2 separate regions of the Anas platyrhynchos genome follow, and region 2 is linked to region 1. The links are chromatin contacts, called in public Hi-C maps. All regions are on one chromosome and are shown on one strand. The core of a region is the stretch at or near the end of the contact, and the rest is flanking DNA. Distances in the headings are between cores, read along the strand shown. Region 1 overlaps EPC2 (enhancer of polycomb homolog 2). Region 2 overlaps ORC4 (origin recognition complex subunit 4).

Region 1 (4,228 bases), core at 1,014-3,513:
TGCACATATGGGCTTTTCTATTATTTGTTTCCCTAAACGTACACTTTCTGGTGTAAGAACTCTTCAACTCCCTGAGAAGTAACTCCACATACTTTAAAGTTACATGTCAGAAACTGAGCAATTTTCTGAATTCAAGATCTTTCTCCAGACAATGATCTCCTGTAACAGCTCAGGAACTTAAGCCTAAAATACTGGCACCCTTCTGATAAAATAACTGGCACCACGTGCTTGTTCCTACAGCAAGGAAACCAGCCTTTGAGTCTGACCTGGAGAATAACTTTCTTTCTTGTACCACTGCAGTTTATACCACAAGGGCTCAGTCTTAAACCCTTTGCTTTGCTGTCTGTGCATCAAAGTCTCTTACCTTCAACTGAAGTCAATGCCCACTGTACCAAGTGAAAGGAAAACAATCTGGATTCTCATACACATTTATAGACACCTCTGTACACCCACCAACCACTATCAGCTCCTTTTCTGCCAAAGCAGGTAAAAGTAGATGGGTTTTAAGTTGTCTTCTTGTAACTTATTACGATTAGGAATTGAAAAGTTTAATACCAAGCCCCACCACCACACATGCACCCACTCACCTATACTCCTGCTCTCCACTTACTTTCCTAAGTTACCAATAAAGACAGCAATGAAATTTCTGTAGTTCTGCAGACTTGCACAAACATTCTTACCCACTTACCAGGAAATACAATGAACTGAAAAACAAAAACCAAACTAAACCAACCAACCAAAAAAAAAAAAAAAAAAAAACAGAACCACCCCACCAGAAATGAGAAATAGCTGAGCCATTTCTTAGCGCAGCAAAATACCTGACTAGAACTGGCTTTTTCAAGTCTGTCAATCATTATTTCAAACTGCAGTGGCTTGATTTCCATCTTCCGATTTAGTCTGTTCAGTAAGGTTTCATCCTCGGAGTCCATATCGTAATCTGGCTGTTCATTGTCCAGATTAAAGGCTGAAACAAAAACACACACAAAATAAGTGAATACAAGAGCACGCATCTGACAACCAGTAATCAAAAGCCATCCATAAAATCAGCAGACCTCTGGCATGACAATTCTCTTTACACTAAAATGTGTCCCCATATAGAAGAATTAAGACAGTGTTCAGAAGTTTCTTGTCTTTGGCTTCCTATACAAGGGGTAATCAGTGAAAGCTCGTTTTCTTTTAATGCAGCTTGAAGGGGTGATAGGAAAAAAAGCTTTACTTCTAAAAATTACCATAGGGGCATACAAATTTTAATATCTCCCTGCACAACAAAAGCAAAAGTGCTTTTTTGTGCTGTTATAATACAGCTCCTCCATAATATCACAGTAAGATTCTTAACAATTAAGATAATTTTCAGTCAAATCCCATACTCAGAGGAAAGTACTTAAATGGAAGTTCCAATACAATTTCAGTTGCCCGTTTTTAAGTAATTCAACTAAATTAAATTATTAAAATATTTAATAGGCTAAATTAAAAAAAAAAATAGCTTGTGTAACCAACTGTAACAAGGCTAGACCAATCCTGTGGGAAGGCGTGTTACTTTTTCTCCAAAAGCAACTCAACTCTAGACGTAGAACCTGAATCTTTCTCCATGCTCTTCAAACAGTACGCTCCTGACTTTACAGCAAAGCCCATAGCTTTATTACACATTGCCCTAGTCATTCTCCATACTTAGGCAAAGTTTCTGGTCCTACGAAAAGCAGAAGGAAATCATCATTCAGATAACATAGCAGCAATTTTGTTTACATGAAGTATGAGAAAATCCTATACAGCAACAACTCTTATTAGGTGCAACTGATATTTTATATGAAACTACAAAGGGTGAAACACTAACTCCAACGCTTCAAATAATTATTGCACCAACAGCAGTGAAGGCTTGTTGAAATATATTCTATTTGTACTGGACCACAAATCAAAGCACTATCTTATCTCTACGTTCCTAAGTGATGGCTGTATCCGAGTGTCAACTTAGAGAACAACTCTGCTACCAAGCTTTCTGGTGCACTCTGAGGGGACCCAGGAAACACCAGAATCAGCAGAATGATGCTAAAAATCATTTAAAGCACCTGGTCTGGGCAGTCAACTACGATGAAATAAGCAAGACATTCCTTCCTCAGGCCAGCCCAAGACCACTCTGTCTATATTCCAACGCAATGCATTAGCTTTTACCACTGGCAGCGTGTAAAACAATCTGTTTGGCTTTGCGTGGAGACAGAGGAGAGGCACTCCCAGAGGCAGATACATCTGAGAAGTGCTAGGACGCGATCCCTTCCCATTTTCAGCTGTGCCCTGCTACCTCCCAGAAGAGGCGGTGCTTCGCTGTACTAATTCTGAGAACGACACTTACTCAGAAGGCTTCACCGGCTCAACACACACTGTAAACACAGTCTAAAAATAGATTTCAAGAAGAAATTAATACTACTACTGCGGTATGGCTGTGTATTACAGGGAATCATTAATACTACAACTCGATAAAGTTGCCGTGCAGATTCTGTTCGGACACGTCCCACTGTGCCTGGGTACGTGACACCCGGTTCTCCCTCCGAGCATCAGCAGCCGTGTATCAGACTCACACTACAGCTTACAGCATTCAGGTCCTGTAGCTTCCATGGGAGAAAATCACAGTTTTGAAACAGAAACTGACCCAGACTATTCATTCTTTGAAAGCAGAGCTCTGTAAAGCTGCATTAAGAAACCTCTGAACCCTGTTCCTAAATGACACATCAAATCAACTTAACTTCCTAAATTAAGTTATTTGCTGATAAAACCTCAGCTATATTAGCAGTCATTTTTTTTAATCTATAACATCTCAAAAAAGTGCTGAAAAACAGGAAAAAAAACTGTAATCCTTAAAAACCAAAAAACTCTACACCCTGAATTCCAACTCCACGAGAATATTTTGACATAATCAAAGTGACAAGACTCAGAAGATAAAAGGTATCCAGTATGCGCTTGTCAGAAGCAAGTTAGGCTGAATAAAACCCATCTCATTCTTCTCTAGAAAAGCACACAGGTGCTGTCAGAGCAGTAGTAGCCCTGCTTTTTATACCTCCTAGCAACACTCTCTGGCTTGTGAGTAGCATGAGAAGCACCGCAAGCAGCAGAAGGGCAGGGTAACGGTGCTGAAGCAATGGCAACAACACTCGCATTCCACCTCCTGGTTCACTGCAGGCCACAAAACCTCAGCTACCTGCTGGAAGCCTGCAAGTCTCACAAAATGCAGCCTTCCTCCTGGTTCATGCACTCTACCTCCCTGCCTTTCCTGCTGGTAGTTCATGGGGCTGGCTAGATGGATCGAGTTTTCCTGCTCCAACACTTCTGTGTTCTTCCACGCTGCACGTTTCTGTGGGGTGCTGCAGAAGGTGATCCTATCACTAAACCTCACCTTGTATAAATGTTCAAAACTTGCTGGCTTGCTAATTGCTGTTGCAAAACTACCACCCTACCTTACACCCTCTGCCACTGTAACCACTCCTGCCGGCTGTGCCTTTCGCAGAGGGATTTGCTTTTGTTTACACGAGCTCCCTTAAGTACTGAGTTTATACTAACCTATGGAAATGGAATTTGCTTTAAAGTTAAGTTACGTGAAATTGGGTTTAACATCACAAAATTATCTAATTGAATTTACTTAACTAATTAAGGCTGTGGTTCAACAGTCAGTTTAAGCCGACCTAAGTGAGTTACCACTCAAACAAGCACCTCCACGAGCCTCCCCTCCCCGGCGAGCTACACACTGCTCCACCTTCCCTGTGCTGGCACCTGGAGTCCCACAATGAGCCAAGACAGCGAGTTGATAGATCCAGACGGCCACCAAAAACCAGATAGGCCTTCTGCCAGCGCAATTCCCCAAGCTGGCCCAGCTGAGAGCACAGCTTCCACCAGGAGGGTGCTGGCAGTCAGAACAGAGCGGGCTGTGTTTATTCTGATGGCATCAAATCGTTTACTGTGGGTTAGCATAGGTCATGGTAATTATATCCAAAGTAGTTCACAAAGCAGCAAAACACCTTCTCAACGGCAAGGCTGCGGCACCTGACCGGACCAGGGCTTTAACACTGCCCACCTGCACCAGAACACCTCTGCCAGGCAGCTATCATGCAAATGCCCACTTTACATGGCCACAGGCTGAACAGCTCCTGTTACAGCAGCCTCTAAAAATGTAGAAAAATTCTTTATCATAAGTAGTATTACCTCCCTTTTTTTTTCTTTTTTTTTTTTTTTTTTTAAGATTATT
Region 2 (4,228 bases), core at 813-3,312, 190 kb after region 1:
AATACAAACAAGCTAATGAGTGTTTATGTCCTCTAGTGAGGAGGCTTTAAAGTTTTCAGCCAGGAAAACCTTCCTGGCAAAGTGTAGTTGTAGCTACCAGCTATTTACAGGGGTTTGGGTATGAACCTACTGCGCGTGCAGGGTTTATTCATTAATGTTTCCAGTAGGTGACTCCAGGGGAAATGTGTTCTGCGTGCCATCTCGGAGCAGAAAGTGTGTCTGGTAATTAGTAATTAAATGAAAAATGTCTTCTGCTTTATTTTTAGATGCTTGCTGTAAGTAACGTTACTGTGCATCACCCGCTTATCACTGCGTCAGATCTTCAGGAGGCAAGCAAGCAGTACAGAATGGACTCCAAAGCAAATATTGTACATGGTAAAGCTCATTTTTTTTTCTCCCAGGTGTTTCTAAAGACTGGAAAGCATCAGGTGCCTCCATGGAATTCAGATGGAAGGGACACTGCGTAATGCACCGATGCCTCTTGGTATGAGCTGTCTGGGGGACACATTTATCTGCCTGCCCCCCACTGACTTGCATTTGTCCGTGTGTGGCTATAACGGTGCAGAATGAACCCGAAATTGAGTTGTGTAATACTTGGTGCAGATATTACTGCCCAGGGCGCTCAGCCAGTGCCCTGCTACGGCTGTGTAACAGCTCTCAGCACCAGCCAGCGTGTTTGTAGTCAGCGCTGGTGGCGTGGGGAACCCCCCAGGCAGCATTTCTGTCCCCTGAGTGTCAGAGGAGGGGGAAAGGCTGACCTCTTTCTGCTAGTGCTGGTAGCGTGAGGGAACTGCTGGGCTTGGGCTGCGAGCTGTGGCAATAAATCCTCTGAGAACTGCAACAGCCTGTGCTTGGACATGTATTTGAATGTGCAGGGTACAGCTGCGTGCACCCACCTGCATTTGGCCAAGCTTCTCTTACTCCTGCACTGATGGCTGGTGTGTGTCAGTGTGCTGGGGCAGCCTGAAACCCCTGGTGCTGCTTTCACTTAACCGTTTGTGGTGAGGGGCTGAGGGGCTTTCCTTAAACCTCAGCAAGTGAGATGCACTGAGCAATGCACTTAAGCTTTCTCTGATAAATATTTGGGAACTTGTACAAACGATAAGAAATAAATGGCTGATGAGGATATAGGCCCAAATACAGTTACAGGACAAATTGCTTCCCTGATCAGGGAAAGATCAATTTTATCCGATTGCTTTTTCACTGCTCCCAGACTTCACAGGCCTTGGTTTGGCTTGACCCTGTGATTCTCTGTCTGTGGAGGTAATTCCCTGCATCACTTCTTTAGCTTTCAATAGCAAGTAACTTCTTCAGACTCTCATTTCATCACATGCTGTACGGTAGCATGTTGATTGTCTTGATGCTGCCAGGATTTCTTTGTCTGCAGTGATGATTTTGTCTTTGTTTAAATTCCTTGGATTTTGACAGAAGGAGCCTGTTTTTTTTGTAACATTCTTGCTTCAAAAATCTGAAAACTAATGTTCTGCTTTTATCTAGCCTCATTTAATTCTGGGATTTTGTTACAATTATGAAGATAAACCCCACAAATATGTGAGGTCTACAGCATACAAAAGAGTATTAAAAATAGCACATGAACTGCTTGCACTTCTGATATGCTCAAGAGATATTTAGAGCTCTTGTCTCTCCCTCTAGGTTTGTCTGTCCTGGAAATCTGCCTAATTATAGCTATGAAACACTTAAATGATGTTTATGAAGGAGAACCATTTAACTTCCAGATGGTTTACAATGGTGAGAGAAATGCATGAATCTTACACGTGCTAAGTCACTCGCGTTACCCAGAGTAACTTTTCCTTCCCGTTCCCGATGCAGAATTTCAGAAGTTCATCCAGAGGAAGGCGCACTGCATGTACAACTTCGAAAAGCCGGTTGTTATGAAGGTAAACCTGAAGTGTAGTTTTTCCTAAAGCACTCAGATGTGTATCTTCTGCCAGAGCATGCATTTGAACAGTCGTAAACAATCCTTGAAGTAGGGGTGGATATTTTAGGGATGGAGAAAACCCTGCTCGCAGAACAGATGTGACCCGTGGTTGTGTTGCTCGGTGCTGCGCTGCCCTCTGCTGGTCGGTGCCCCGCTGGTAGGAAGTTTGTTGGTCTGGTAAATACCCTGCTTACAAGAAAATATTGCAAGGACTCTTGTTTTTCAAGCTTTTCAGCTTGGGGCACTGCCAGTGTGGCATTTCATCCTGCTTCAGCACAGCAGCCCAGCAGGTGGTTGTGCAGATACTTTCAGCTGATGAATTTAACTCAATGATCCGGAGTTCAGCAGCCAAAGCCTCTAGTCGTGCTGCTTTTGAGCTGAGCAGTCCTGCTTTCTGATTCATGATGATTCAGTTGTGCTTAAACTGAAAGTTAAGTAACGCCGTGTGCTTGTAATGAGCTGTCGTTCTGGATTAATTGGAACAAAGTCATTCCCATTTGGTTATGTAAACTAAATATTTTAATTCTTATTTCTATAAGAAGAGAAGTGTATTCTAGCTCAGCTCACATATGTTTTACTGCCTGTCGAAAAGGACATAGGGTTGAATGGAGCTGGCATTTAATATCTGTCAAGGCAGCACACCCCAGGCTTTTGTTAAAACAGCGCCTCATAGGTCACTGCAAGTGGCCAGTGCAGCCCGGAGTGAGGATGTCTCCTTTTTTCCTAATTTGTTTCTTCTGTTTTTAGGCATTCGAACACTTACTGCAACTGGAATTAGTCAAACCAATAGAAAAACCATCAGTGCGTACTCAGAGAGAGTACCTCTTGATGAAACTGCTCTTGGACAACACCCAGATCATGGACGCTTTGCAGGCGTACCCCAACTGCCCCACAGACGTGAAGCAGTGGGCAACGTCATCGCTTAGCTGGTTGTGAGCTGCTGGGAACTCACGGGGCCCCTTGTCACTTCAGAACTTCTGGAGTTAACTGCAGACTCCAGAAGATGTGGTGTTTACCCACAGTAGGGTGGTCAAGTTAATAAATTTTTGGTTGGAAGAAGGCTGCTTGGCTTTGCAGGTTGGTTTTGGAACCGCAATCCTCTTACCTTGTAATGCCATAAATTGGAAGAACTTCTAAATGCTCGGGGTAGCTCAGCTCAGTGCTAACTTTTCCTTCTGAATGTGACTTCTGCTTTGTAGAAATCAAAGCGGTTGTGCTTTGAGTTTCTTAATTGCAGATTGAGGCAGCTTTAGATGATGAAGGCTGCTTGAGGTGTTAACCAGCTGCAGGACTCCTGCTGTATGTTCTGAAGTGCAGATCTGTCTCTAATACAGCTCTGATGTGACTTAGTTCAACCTCCAGTCACAGCTACCTGCGTCTGGCAAGTGCTGTGTTTGTGCAAGGAGCCTCAGCTACCAGCCCACCTGCTCTGCAGGTTGCCCAGCTGGCTCATGATGTCCTCATGATGCTGCTGTTAGGTTTCAGGAAGGGTGATGCAGGAAGACTGGTTTTCTCTTTCCTGAATATAGAGCGAGTTAGCTCATTCTTGCCTTAAAGTCTGTGATGTCATTTTTAGCAGCCCTGGCTTCAGTCTGTCAAAAAGCCAAAGAAACAGCGACTTCTCCATGCCTGGGAGACCTCTCTCTGGTGTCACTCCGAAGCCCTTCTTGTCAGTCAGGAGTATTTTAATTTTGCTCTCTTCACTGCTTCATTGTTTTTTAAGATGTCATCTGCACATCTTGAATAACACAGCAGTACTCTGAAAAGGAGCAAAATAAGTAGTAGGAGAGTCACAGCGATCCAGTTCCTCTAGGTGGTAGCTTAGACAAGATGCCTGAGGCTGTTTGAATGGAACACTTGCAAACCATAACTACAGCGTGAATCCAGAAAGCAAAGCGTTTACTCAGCAAGCACAAACTCTGTTAGATTCCCTGTGTACTTCATGTAATCCAGGTTGCCTTTTAAGAAGGAGTTATTTTCTGTGCCTGGAAACCTCCGTTCTCTGTTAAACAGTCCTAGAGTCTGGTCAGAGGTGTAAAGAAGGACGGGGGATGCAGGGATGGGCATGGTGGTGCTCACAGATCTCGTGGGGAAGGTAGGGGTGGAAGGAAGCAGCTCCCCTTCCCCTGCTCCTTTTGCTCAGGTTCTTGGTCCTGGGGCTCTGGTTCCTAATGTGAGAAGCTTGGTACAGGGCAGGGAGGACTCTTAGCCCAGCATAAATACTGACCTGGGAGCCTGAAATATTGTCTAGCTGGGTAAGGTTGTTAATGATGCAGCACTACTGATGAA

What was found. Hi-C and Micro-C count contacts between places; a contact is called where the count stands out from the background.
Region 2: a contact with region 1 is called in a Hi-C map of subcutaneous adipose tissue, with 2.3 times the contacts expected there. The contact joins two enhancer-like sites. A contact is called at or near these places in 2 of 8 Hi-C or Micro-C datasets (liver and subcutaneous adipose tissue).

What each region holds. Positions count from the first base shown.
Region 1 is chr7:2,904,043-2,908,270 of IASCAAS_PekinDuck_T2T, forward strand. It overlaps EPC2 (enhancer of polycomb homolog 2), which reads right to left. Exons shown (of 14, transcript XM_038181936.2): 3 at 819-964. Among named protein-coding and RNA genes, the nearest start is that of EPC2, 20 kb to the right of the region's middle. Within about 2 kb of position 2,264, at least 2 of the 8 cell types and tissues checked have an H3K27ac peak or open chromatin away from gene starts, as enhancers often do. A contact at or near this core is called in subcutaneous adipose tissue, where this site is marked.
Region 2 is chr7:3,093,214-3,097,441 of IASCAAS_PekinDuck_T2T, forward strand. It overlaps ORC4 (origin recognition complex subunit 4), which reads left to right. Exons shown (of 15, transcript XM_027459571.3): 12 at 267-375; 13 at 1,654-1,749; 14 at 1,831-1,898; 15 at 2,687-2,999. The coding sequence ends at 2,875. Among named protein-coding and RNA genes, the nearest start is that of ORC4, 15 kb to the left of the region's middle. Within about 2 kb of position 2,063, at least 1 of the 8 cell types and tissues checked has an H3K27ac peak or open chromatin away from gene starts, as enhancers often do. A contact at or near this core is called in subcutaneous adipose tissue, where this site is marked.